2 separate regions of the Capra hircus genome follow, and region 2 is linked to region 1. The links are chromatin contacts, called in public Hi-C maps. All regions are on one chromosome and are shown on one strand. The core of a region is the stretch at or near the end of the contact, and the rest is flanking DNA. Distances in the headings are between cores, read along the strand shown. Region 1 has its middle 17 kb from the start of ZNF648. Region 2 holds the start of GLUL (glutamine synthetase).

Region 1 (6,069 bases), core at 1,360-3,859:
CCCCTTGAGTAGGCTGCATGGAACTGCTCCAGAAGAGAGCAAAGAGGGAAAAAGAGGTGAAGGTAGGAAATAGTGTTTCTATCGGTGGTGGTTAGACCACCTGCTCACTCCATCTCTGCACTCCAGCCAGAGTCTTTGGAATGTTTCTCAAACATGCCAAGCTCTTTGCAACCTCAGGGCCTTGGCATAGGCTTAAAATCACACCTCTGACCCTACCCCAATCCTTTAGATCTCATGTTGAGTATTATTTCCTCTAAGAAACCTTGCTGAACACCCTTCTTAAATCAGAGTGTGAGTGCTGGTACCAGTATTTCACAAACACACTTTCTGTGGTCAAGGAATCCAGCCTCCTGACACATATCAGGAAGTGAGCAGGTGGTGTGAGTTTGCTGAGAGCCACGATGGGCCAAATCCAAAGCACATGGAGGCATACAACTCAGCCATGGTGGTGGTGGTGGTGGTGGGGATTCAGAAAATGACGAAACAGAGGCCTAAAGGCTGAGCAGGAGTCAGCTGAGAGAGGGTGGGAGGCTACTGAGAGAAGTGGGGAGCTGGGACCCCTTCCAATGGCTGAGTGAGAGAAGGTGAGAGGGGCTGATGCTGCGGGCCTGTGGGACGTGCTAAGGGTGATTATTTTGTCTTTAGAAGGTATATGATTCTTTTGCTCAAGGATTATGAGCAGAAACAGAACATGATCAAATGTGGCCCACACTGTGTTTCACCCCAGGACAAGTTCAGAGCTGGCATGCGGGAGCCTGATGACCCCAGCCTTCTGGGGCACAAAACAAGGCCAAGTGCTGTCCTGGGGAAAAACATTTGACTGGGATTCTGCAACCACGGAGCCACAGAACGTCCTGGACAGCTGGCCTCCCACCCACCACCCAGACGGCTTTATTAACCAGCTCTTCAAAAGGTCCGCCTTCTCCATTTGATTCCGGTGCTGTGTCTTGACCTTCTTCGTACCTATTATCAGTAGCATCTGCTACAGACCCTGGTGTGCAGGAACACTGAGTTCCTTTGTTTTCTCACTGTGGTTTGAATGCATATCTCTCTATTTCTGATCTATGACAAGGTCCAAGAGTCCCTCATAGGACCAATGGATCTGGTCCTTGGACATTTGTCTCTACAGGTTACCATAGAGACAGCTGGGGCTCACAGGTCTGCAGATTCAGGGATGCTTCACTGCCATTCTCGGGACCTGAGAGTTCTTTGCAAGGCTGGGAGGGCAGAACATCCTAGAGCCTTGGCCGCTTCCCTCTGGGGCCTGATGAGTCCCTGGGGTGCTGCAGGGCCAGGTTGGGGGTGGTTGCTGGGAGCCCTTATCACATCGGACCAGAAGAACTCTGCAGAGAGGAGAAGCTTTCTCTGCCTCCTGCTTGCTCTGGTTATACAGCTTCTTCCCTCAAACCCAGGCCTCTCTCTTGTCCTTTCACACCAAACCTGGAGGCCCCTAAAACTCCAAGTCTAATCTTAGTAACTGAAAAACTTGTTTCCCTGTCTCATAATCTTTAAATTTGTTGAGAAATTGAGGAGAAATGCTAGCATTCCATCCTTTTGGGGGCAGCCAAGAAGTGGATTAAAAATAAGACAATTCAGTTTCTATATTCAAATAGCCTAGCTTGCTAGCCCTGTTGCCTTGAATCTCCTCTCCTGTTTTCCACCTGCCTGTCTCCCACTTACTCTCAGCTCAGATGTCACCTCAGATAGAAATGGCGCATATTCATGAATCATCCTCACTTCTCAAACTCTCTGCATTATTTGCCCGTCTGGCCAGCCTGCAACTGGCCCGTATCAAGTAGGTACTAGACTGAACGGAATTCCGGGCAAGAAGGTGGGTCCGCAGAATCTGCCTATTGACTGGTGGTTGCCCAGAGAAGATGGGCTTAGATGGGAGGCACCAGAAGAGGTGCAAGATTGAGGGACACTAGCTCTCAGAACAGGACATTCAAAGGCAGAACAGGAAAGGGAGGGCATGCCCACATCCTCTGGCTTCCCCACCTCTATTTACACCAGGTATCTGAGACTAGGAGACATTTCTAGAATGGACCAGCAGGTGGCAGCCTTGCCCCTCCGATGAGGGACTCCTTTCCCCAGATTAAGCTACAAGACATCTTGCTGTGGGAGGCAGGCCCCAGGGGGCCTTCTCTAGGCCAGTCTCAGGGTGATTTGAGGCACAGACAAGGTCAGGACACCAGCAGCTTTACATGCAGTAGGATCTGTAACCATCTGCGGATCCAGCCTTATTCCACACTTTCTTAGATCCACAGGTCTTGCATGCTTGTTTAAAAAAAAAAAAAAAGCACAGGTGTCACCCAAAACCACTAAATCATAATTCATGGAGGTTCCCTGGGAAACCCCAGGTGATTTTGCCATCAGCAGACCACATTCTTATTTGCCTGATTTGATTCCATAGGCCAGCCCTTCAGTCACAAAATTGACTATCAGTTAGAAAGATCCAGCTCAGCTTACCGCCCACCACTCTGCCCAAGGCACGAACTTCATCAGGGAAGACTGAGCAGATACGTCCAGGAGCTGGCTGCTGGTGAAGGATGAGCAGTGCCCGCGGCACAGCCTTGTGCTCCCACTGTGCTCTGTGCTCCCACTGTGCTCTCCCTGCCACTCACCTTGTTCTTCCACCTGCCTCGGCTCAGGCTGCAGCCAGAGAACCCAGCCCTCTCGCCACCAGCTAAACGTTAACCCCTCTGCAGGGCCTGTTGACAAGTCTGCAGAAGCAAACAGTTTAGTGGCCAGCTCCATCGCCTCTCGGGTAGGCGGTTATTTCCAGCACATCCCAGGAAGCTGAGGCCCATGGAGGGCATCCTGGTATTGATCAGGGGCCCACGTTGCATGGAAATTCTGGGCTGGGGAGGACGGGGTACTGACTTTGGGTGTTCACAGCAGGAGACCACACTGTTGCCTCCACTTCCTCCTGCAGCTATTCCTGGCACCCCTCACCCCTGCAAGTCACTGCTCCCAGATGGCCCTGGGCACAAAGCTGCCAGTGTGGGGAAGCTCTCGAGGAGGGGAGCTCAGGTGTCAATCAGCCAACCTGAAAGAGCTGGCCTGGTGGAGACCCACTCTGATGGTGCCCCACATTGCCGTCCACCACTTCCTGCCTCCATGCCTTCCTGGCTCTCCCTGTTTCCTCCTAGACTGGCCCCTGCCACCCAAATCCTATGTGCTTCAAGGACGTCCCTGGTGGTCCAATGGTTAAGATTCCACGCTGCCAGGGCAGGAGACCTGGGTTCGATCCCTGATTGGGAACTAAGATCTCACATGCCCTGCGGTGTGTGCCAAAAATTAAAAAGAAAAAGAAAACAAATGCTATGTGTTTCTGAAAGTCACTCTCAGATGCTGCTTGTGAGGCCCCCGTCCAGCCTCCCTGTGGTCTGTCTTCCTGCTCCACCCACTGGAGCACATTCTCTGACTCTCCCTTATGGCGCCAAGTGAAATGGCCATTTGTGTACATCTTCCCAATTGTGTTGGAAACCAGGAACAGGCATCCCATGGGCCGTCCCAACCCCTAGAGCAGGGTCTGAGAAGGACCTGACAAGACGAGGAGCACAGGAAGTGGTGAAGAAAGCCCGGGGAAGAGACGTGGTGCGAACTCTTGCAAATGCAGAAGGGGCAGGAGAAGATGGCGGCAAGTTGCCGTTGACAAGGAAGGCTTCATGCAGGAGGTGGGAATGGATCTGAGCCCTGAAGGAGGGATTAGGTAAAAAGTCACCAGCAGGGTATCAGAACTTTCTTCAAGTCAATCCTGGGATATTCTGGGTGGGAGGAAAGGGTCCGTGCTGGCCATGGGCCAATCACGGTCGACAGGAGGTCTTGTTGATGCTCCTGGTTCATCCCCAGGACAACTTGCCGGAGTGTATGGAGCTACCCAGGAGTGAGGATGCATGGAGTCGGGGGCCCTGGCTTCCTCCCTGGACCCAGTTCACACCTAGAGAGGGACATCAAACCCCAGACCAGACAGAGGGCTGGAGGCTGACCTGCTGTCAGAGCAGGCACAGCACCCCCAAACCCAGTCTTTGGGCTTATGGTGTGGCCATGGTTGACACCAGCCTGGCAAAGCCACATCCTGAAATCAAAGGAGGACCAGCCTGAGAGGTGGAAAGCCCTTCTTTGGGGACTTCCGCACCCTCAAGGACCTCCTCACCTTCTCCTCTCCTGCCCCCAGGGTACATGCTGTGAGACTTTGAGGGCTTCTCCTCTTCAGTGACTAGCTTGTCTTTGCTTAGTGGGGATTGGGTGTTTGGAGGGGACAGCAGGCAGGGTGGAGAAGGGGGGCCCGTGGCATGGGTAAAACCTTGTGTTCCACCTCTGCGCTCCACCCTGAATGTATTACCCGCGCTAACCATTCTTCCAAGTTTGCGTAAGACAAAGAAAGGGAGTCCAGCAGGGACTCCCCCTCTTGGCCACCCCATGGGCCCCTGAGAGCGGGTGTAGGTGTATGGACTGCGTGCAGCGCTGGAGGCCGGTGTCACAACCAGCACCCCACCCCCGCCATGGTTCACCCAGCCTCAACCCTGTTTGGGAAAACAGCACCCAAGGACAGAGCGTGCCTTGCGTTCCCCTCAGAGGATGGGCTGTTTCTCTCCTATCTGATGGAGCTCTGGCCAAAAAATGTCTATATCCCTGACTTCCTTTCTTCCTCCTTGCAGGCCTCACTGTATCCTTTATCAGGTCATGGCTGAGCTTAGAAAAACAGACAAGTTATGTCCATGTGGGAGCAGGCTTCTCCCTTGTGACAGCCTGTAGATCTGGGTGCACCCCACCTCTGAGCCCCAGGCTGGCCTGCCACCTCGATGAGTCACCCAGGTAAGGAGGAGGGCAACCACAGAGGAAAACAATCACCTTCGTTGCCCTAGGGGACAGTCCCCCTCAGGGCAGAGTAAAGCTGGGATATTACTTGCAGTCCACAAGGGTCAGGCAGGTCCCTGGGACAGCAGAATGAGGCTGCACAGAGACACTGGGATGGGGAGAGGCAGGAAAAGCATCTTGGAACCCAGCCTGAGGTGTCCTGACTTGCCGCTTCTGACGTCAGCATCTTCCGATGCCCTTTCATGGGGTAAGAACCAGGAAGGGCAGAGGTAATGATCAGAATGGTGCTGAGTGAATCTGATGGAAGCTGAGTGTTCAGCCCATTACGCTGACCCATGCCTGTTGGTAAACAAGCTGCAGCTCTTCCCTCCTGGCTCCTCCCAATCACATCTCCCTCCTCTGCTTCCGTGTCTCTGATTTGCGTCTTCATTTTAAGACATGGGATTTGTTTATGGGTCTGTCCTCCCCATTGGAGAGCCCTGGGTTCCCTGACTCTGAACAGTGTGTGCAGTGCTCACCCCTGGTGACCACTCAGCGGACATCTCTCGAGGTAATGAATGAACCCTTCAGTTCCATGGAGCCCCTGTGGTGCTGAAGTGTCTCTAATGACAGAGCCCCTGAACTGCCGAGATCGGGGTGTTGATTTGGGTGCTGCTCTGAAAGTGAGGGGAGGGATGCTATGGCTGGAGGTTGCGTCCTCTGAGTTGCTAAGCTTGCAAGAGCAGACCCACCCTCAGGTGGGTAAATCAGCCTGATTCTGTCTGCCATCTGTGTGGTGCCACTCCCCCACATTTGACCCTGCCTCCTGGGCAGTGTATCCAGGTCTCACTTTGTTTTGAATTCTAACACAGAGCCTGGTCATGCCAAGAGCCTAGCAGATGCCTGCTAGATGAAGTGTGTGCTTCCCCACACCTGCGCCCGGGGCTGTTGCCGCCCATCATGGCATAAGGCAGCTGTTTGTGCAGCGTATTGACCCGCCCCTTCCCTGCACATCCTGGGACAGGAGCTCCAGCGATGGGTCCTCTTCTCACTCCGCCCCCCCACCAAGTATCTACCCCAGAGCCTACCTGTGGCTCCCTGGGGCCCCTGCAGCCCCGGCAAGCCCCGCACACACAAAAGCAACATTTCTAAGATGCTCTGATGGGTGAAGGAGAGAGAACACATCCCGTGTGATAGAGGCTTGAGAAACTCTCAGGAAAAATGTTGAACTGGCTTCTCATGTTTGACCCAAACTGCCCAGCGTAC
Region 2 (6,069 bases), core at 1,984-4,483, 310 kb after region 1:
AATAGTCAGGTTAGAGCTGTGGTTTTCAAACTGGGTTCCTAGGGGTACCTTAGGTCAGACTGAGATGGGATGCCCAAGTCAACAAAGTTCCCAATGCCACTCCCCCCAGACTCCATCTTTTTTCTTTAGATGTGCAAGACTCAGTTTAAATAAAGGGGTCCATTGTTCATGCTTGGAGGCAGTGTAGGAGCTTAATGTTGACTGAATAAAGTCCTATAAAGTCCTGCCTTAGAAATGCTTTACATCAGAATAAAGAGGCCAGATCTAGTGGCTTGGTCTCAAGTTGCCACCCAACCCCCCCTCAGTTCCACCCAGCCTCTCACCTTCTATACACTTGGGTTCAGAATCCAAGGTTCGGGTCTTGCAGCGCAGTCCTTCCCCAGTGCCGTCGATCCAGATGTACATAGCCTGGACTTTCTCGCCCTGAGGTAGGGCCATGTACACCTGCTTGATGCCTTTGTTCAAGTGGGAGCTCGCCGAGGTGGCCATGGTGGAAGGTGTTCTGAAGAGAGACAGAAAAAAAATAAAATAAGAACACCAACCCTAAACAGATCCTCTGCAGGAATAACGCAATAAGGACAATTAAATCAAGAAGTCACAGTGGGAGTGGCGGCCCCTCCCTTTGGAAGTCACACACTCAAAAGTACAGTACATTTATTTAACTTGCTTTCAGGGAGATTAAAGTTTTATACTGAACAAAAGTCTCCTTATTCCCTTCCTCAAGCCAGAATCTAAACTTTTGAGCACTAAGTTCTATTTTTGCGGTTTGTCAGAGGTAGAGGAATTGTTTCATTTTTCATACTAAGATACTGGGGGGAAGGGGGGTGGTGAGCCCAAAACAAAATATGAAAGTTCAGAAACAGTCTGCAGAACAGACATCTCCAAGCAAAATCCGGCCACAGAAGGGCTTGGCTGCTATGATCTCTTGGTTAAGTTCTCCCTTTCCCTTACACCCCAGAGGATGCCTCAATAAAAAGTTCTTTTGAAGATTCCTCCACCCTTCCAAATAAACAACCCACCCCATTCCCATTTAGCTGGAAGGAGGAAACCGGGGCTAGCTAGAAGATTTAAGAGTTGGTGGCTTCCTAACAACGACTAATGTGTAACTTTGGTACATTTGATCCAACCTGGATTTTAAGACACACACTGGCATGACTTCCATCAGTTTGAGGCAAAGTTCTCATTTCAGAGAGTAGACTTAAGTTTGAGAGTGACCAGATTCCACCAAAGAACTTTAAGTTAATTAAGAAATTCCCACTTCTAAATCAAAAAGATCTGGGGTTTCAAAAGCTGAGGCACGCTAAAATCTGTGAGCCACCACCGCAAAACCTCTCAAAGAAGAGACACTGAAGCCACAGAACCAAACCCCAACACAAAGAGGAAACGTCCTACCTCCTCCCTCCCCCATTGATCGCCCAGGGTGGCTGGAGAGGGAACATATTGTTCTCCTCCAATGACTTGGGCAACTTTCTGAAGTACAGTGGCAAAGTTTCTATGGGCAACCGTCCATGTTTGCCCAGCTGAAAACAACTGCTTCTCCCTGCAACAGCCTCACCCTTCCCCTCCGGGAAGAGAAGCTGTCTGTCAAGTTGTGTTAGCAGACAATCTTTGCCGACTCCCTCTAGACTTGGTCAGTCAAATCCCACCCCTTATGCCCATCGCCCATCCTGGCTTTAAAAGCCAGTAGGAGCAATCCCAGACCCTTTCAGCTCCCAGCTATAACCCCATCCCTGGCTTTCCTCTCCCACCGGTTACCACCTCCAATTTCAAGTCACACTTTCTCCCTTAAGCCTCGGGGGCCTGCTCTTTTCGGTGATGCCAACTCGGTTCCGTGACAGGTTGGATGCCAACAGCCGCCTGCTCTATCAACTAGTGCCGCCGAGATGTCGAGATTTTACGTGGTGGGGGGGGATGGAGGGCTGGGATTCTGCGGTCCTTAGCGGTTTCTTGCAGCTGTGGTGGGAGCAGCGTCCTGGATCCCTGCTCCTCACTCACCCCAGCCAGGTAAGATCAAAGGTATCGATGATGCCCTCCTTGGCCCTTCTCCTTTTGGAGTGGCGTTCGCGCCTCTCGTGGGTCTCCGGCTCTCGCTGGTCCACGCACCGGAGCTTTCTGGGCGAGGGAGACGGAGAGGGAGAGGGAGTCGAAGTGCGGTCGGAATCGCACCGGGTGGAGCAGGAATACGAAGGCTCCTGAGTCGACTTGATCTTGACTCGCGGTTTCTCTCCAGCATTCACCGAGTAGGCGACGAAGCCGAAACTGTTGGAGGGGGACCCCGAGGACCGAGATTCCAGGTCGTCTTCATCTTCGTTCGCGTTCTTCTTCGCGGATTTGCGGCTGGGGGAGCATCCCCGCTTCCCGCCCCCAGGGTAGTTGGGAAAATCCACGTTGAGAGCAGCCCTTTCCCACTGAAACGTCCCAAAAGTCGGCGCCCCGCCCCTTGGGCCCCCGTCTGGATCTCAGGGCGTTGCCAAGGGGGCCATAGCCCTCCAAGGCCGGGGCGGGGTGGGGGTGGGGGCGGTAGCTGGGGAGTCCGCCGGAGGGACAGCGCTCCGCTGCTGCCCCTGTCCGGCCAGCCAGGCCTCTCCACCCGCCGCGCCCGCCGGCCACGCCGCGCTCCCGGGCTCCCCATTGTTCAGTCACAGGGGTAGACCCCGCGGCGGGAGCGGGCCGCACCACCGACTCTCCCGGCACCTGGCCTCGGCGCAGGCAGCTAACCGCGCCCCGGGGCCCGCAGCCGCGGAGAAAGAGGGCGAGGCTCGCGCAGGGGGACCGCTCCATCCACCACGCACGCCCCACGGCCGAGCGGGCTCCTCGGCTCGTCCTGCCCAGCGACCTCCAGGGGCGGCGCTTTAGGCCGCCAGCAGCTGAAGGAAGATCAAAACAACTCCCCGCCCTCCGCGAAGCCTGGCGCCCCACCATCGCCGACCCAGACCCGCGGGCAGCGAAAGCAAGCAGGAGCCCCCCCACCAACACACACCTCCCTCCAGGCCGGGGCGCAGAGTAGGGCCAGGAGGTGGGAAGAGGCCGAGACGATCGGTCAGGGAGCGGCGGCCGGGCCGGCGCGGCACACTTCCGAGCCCCCTTCCCGCCCTCTTTCCCGGGCCGGCTAGGTGCTTACCTAGGCGCCGAGCAAAGCGGCAGGGCGAGCAGGCGGCGAGAGCGAGGTGAGGAGAAGAGAGGCGAGGAGGACCGGGAGGTGCTGCTTAGACAGCTGGCTCTTCTCCCATTCTCTGCTCTGCAGGGCGGCCCGCCGCCCCGCACGCTTTATCGGCGGCCGGGGCCGCCCCCGGCGCCCTGATTGGTTCCCAGAGGCCCGGAGCCCGGGCGGATCAGCTGATGCACCGTCCCGGCACCACGGCCATTGGGCGAGCCGCCGAGCGGGCGCCGCCGGGTGGGGGCGAGCGGACCCGGGAAAGAAAGAAAGGGAAAGGGCGGTGGGGGAGGGGACGTGGGGGGAGGGGCGCGAGGCAGGGCGGGCCGGCGGCGGGCGGAGGGCCCGGGGCCTGCCGGGAAGGACCCCGCCGCCGGGGCTGCAGCGCGCCGCCGCGCCGCCGCCCGCCTGGCCCCGGGCGGTCCCCGCGTGCTCTCCCCCGCGGCGCCCCCGGGTCAGATATTCTGAGGGAGGGTTCTTTTCCCAGGTCCCACTGCACGCCCCAGAGGAAATTCCAACCCACAGGCACCAGCTTTTGCCTTTCGCTGTTGGAGAACCTCCACTCCCTTGCCCGGCCCTCAGGTCCTGCTTGAGGTTCGGGGGGGTGGGGGCCTCAGTAGCCCCGGGCTCCCCGGTGCCTGGGCCGGCCTCGGAGGGGGCGGCGCAGACAGGGGGCTGCCGGAGGTAGGCCGGAAAGAGCCCCCTGGCCGGCCTCCTCGGCGGGTTTGGGGATGTGACCTGGAGTCTCCCATCTCCCGTTTGTAGTGAACGCACTGTGTTTTGTCTCGTTGCGTGGAGAGGGTCCCGGCGGGCGGAGACACACCTGAGGCAACTCTGCAGCCTCTCTGGACCCAAGTTCCCTTTTCTGCAAATCAAATAAAACGGTTCAAGAGAGGACCTTTAGAGCCGCGCAACAGATTTGAAATCCTCTGTGCGAACCGTTTCCCAAGGACAGCTGACAGGGGATTGAGGTCTTGGCATCTCCCCCTTTGAAACCTAGGGTACGTCAAAAATTTAAGTTCTGTCTGGTGTTGCTTTTCATGTAATTTATTGAACGTCTTTGAAATCTGGAAAACGAGAATCAGTACCCCTTCCTCTTCTCTCCTCAGAGCTTTATTAGGATAGTTGAGAAAATGTGTGTGTGAACAAAGTCTTGAAAGGGATGTTTGTCAACAGATACACAATTTTATATATATGTATACAACACACATAAATATAGTGTCTTCATTGCTACCAGTGATAAGATTTAATCATACTGTTTTTATTGCCTGAATCCTCCTGATGGTGTCTAGCCTTTATCGCACCTTTCAAGAGCCCCAGTATATGAGATTTTCTGTTTGAAAACTAAGAAATCGTGTTGCTTTGGAAGAGGAAGGGAAGAAGTTTGCTCTTCTGGTTATTTTTTTGTACCACAAATATGGAAAAGAAATGTTGCCTGTGACCACACACATAACTTGGCCTCTTTGGTCAACATCCCTCCCCTGTGGGAGTGTGGCTAACACTGCAGTGCTTTAAGATGACAGACTCAAGGTTCATCTCAAACAGAAACTTTTGGTATGTTTCAGACAGGTGACATTCTGGACCAGGTAAGTCGCCTTGCAAGTGTGAGGTATTCTGTCCTTAAACTTGCACTTAAACTTGTGATCCTTCAAATGATGGTGAAAGGCTGGGCTTCAGGTCGGGCAATGTAGGTTCAAATCTGGGTTTGACTTCTTACCAGCTTTATATTCAGGTGGATGCTTAGCCCTGAAGCCTCAGTTTCCTTGGCTACAAATTAGGCGTAACAGCTACCTTGTGTATTGTAAGGATTAACTGTGATGGCACACACATACAGCAATGCTAGAAAGCAATAATTGTAATTATTATAGGCCAAGATAATCTGAAGGGATTAGATTATTTCTTTTCCTGCCATAACCCATGAAGTACAACTTTCTAACTCTGGGTATTGCGCCACCATTAGTTTTATGAGAGTGGGTTTAGATCTGATCACAAAGTGAGCTCTCTTCATTCCATCTATTTCTGTGAAGTCTTGAGTTTAAATGGTTGAGGAGGGGGTGTTGGGAGGGGAAAGGCCATGTTCTTGTTTTAAAAAACGTTACTTTTCAGTTGCCAGACTGCCAGAAGTGAGCCAGAGCCTTCTACTGTACTGGTCACTGCCAGCACCCGAGGTAGGGATGGCACACGGAATAGAAAATAGAAAAGTAAGAGGCAAGCACAGTTCTTAAAGCTTCTAGTATGTGAGTCAGCCTGCTGCCCTGGCTGGTGTCTTAACCTTCCTTATTCATCTGTGTGTCCCCCAGGAGTGTCCAGGGGGGTCAATAACTGGTCAATAACTGATGTTTGTTGGCTACACAGAACTGACAGCGGCACCATCAAGAGAACATGTGCTTTGAGCTGCTTTTCCAAGAGTGGAAATGGATTTGCTTTGATCCATTCATGTGACCGGGGGCATACTTTGTGAGGGTTAGCAAGGTAATACATGACCACTGAGTTTTTCAGGCAGAACAAGAGGCCTTGTCCTCCTTAGTCAGCCCCCTACTTACTTAACCAAACTGAATTAGGACCCAAATGAGTTCAAGAACTATTCAGGGAAGCTTAAAAGAGTATGAAGGAAGAAAAAGCAGAAGAAAGAGCTTAAACTAACTGGTTTGCCCCTGGAAACCCAGACTGGACTTTTAGAGAAGTTGTAAGGAGAGTGGCCTGTTTCATCCAGTTTGACTTTGCTGTGTCTGCTGCGCTTTGTTCTCTTTCTCCTTCTTCCCTAAATTGACAGCTACCCCCAGTCTCCTCCCGCTCCCTAAAAAGCATTAGAGCATTTGAACCATGAACTCTTCTGTCTCCTGGTACACTCAATATCAAAGCAGACAGGGGATTCTGTTTCATGGGCTTTGAAGTCAGGCTTTTTTCTTTTAGAG

Evidence for each region. A called contact is a pair of places that touch in the nucleus more often than the background predicts.
Region 2: a contact with region 1 is called in a Hi-C map of liver, with 8 times the contacts expected there. The contact joins the promoter of GLUL here to the enhancer-like site in region 1. A contact is called at or near these places in 2 of 5 Hi-C or Micro-C datasets (blood and liver).

Annotation. Positions count from the first base shown.
Region 1 is chr16:61,795,257-61,801,325 of ARS1.2, forward strand. No RefSeq gene overlaps it. Among named protein-coding and RNA genes, the nearest start is that of ZNF648, 17 kb to the left of the region's middle. Within about 2 kb of position 2,610, at least 1 of the 5 cell types and tissues checked has an H3K27ac peak or open chromatin away from gene starts, as enhancers often do.
Region 2 is chr16:62,101,866-62,107,934 of ARS1.2, forward strand. GLUL (glutamine synthetase) reads right to left here and starts at 3,234. Exons shown (of 7, transcript XM_018060686.1): 1 at 3,122-3,234; 2 at 324-502. The coding sequence starts at 489.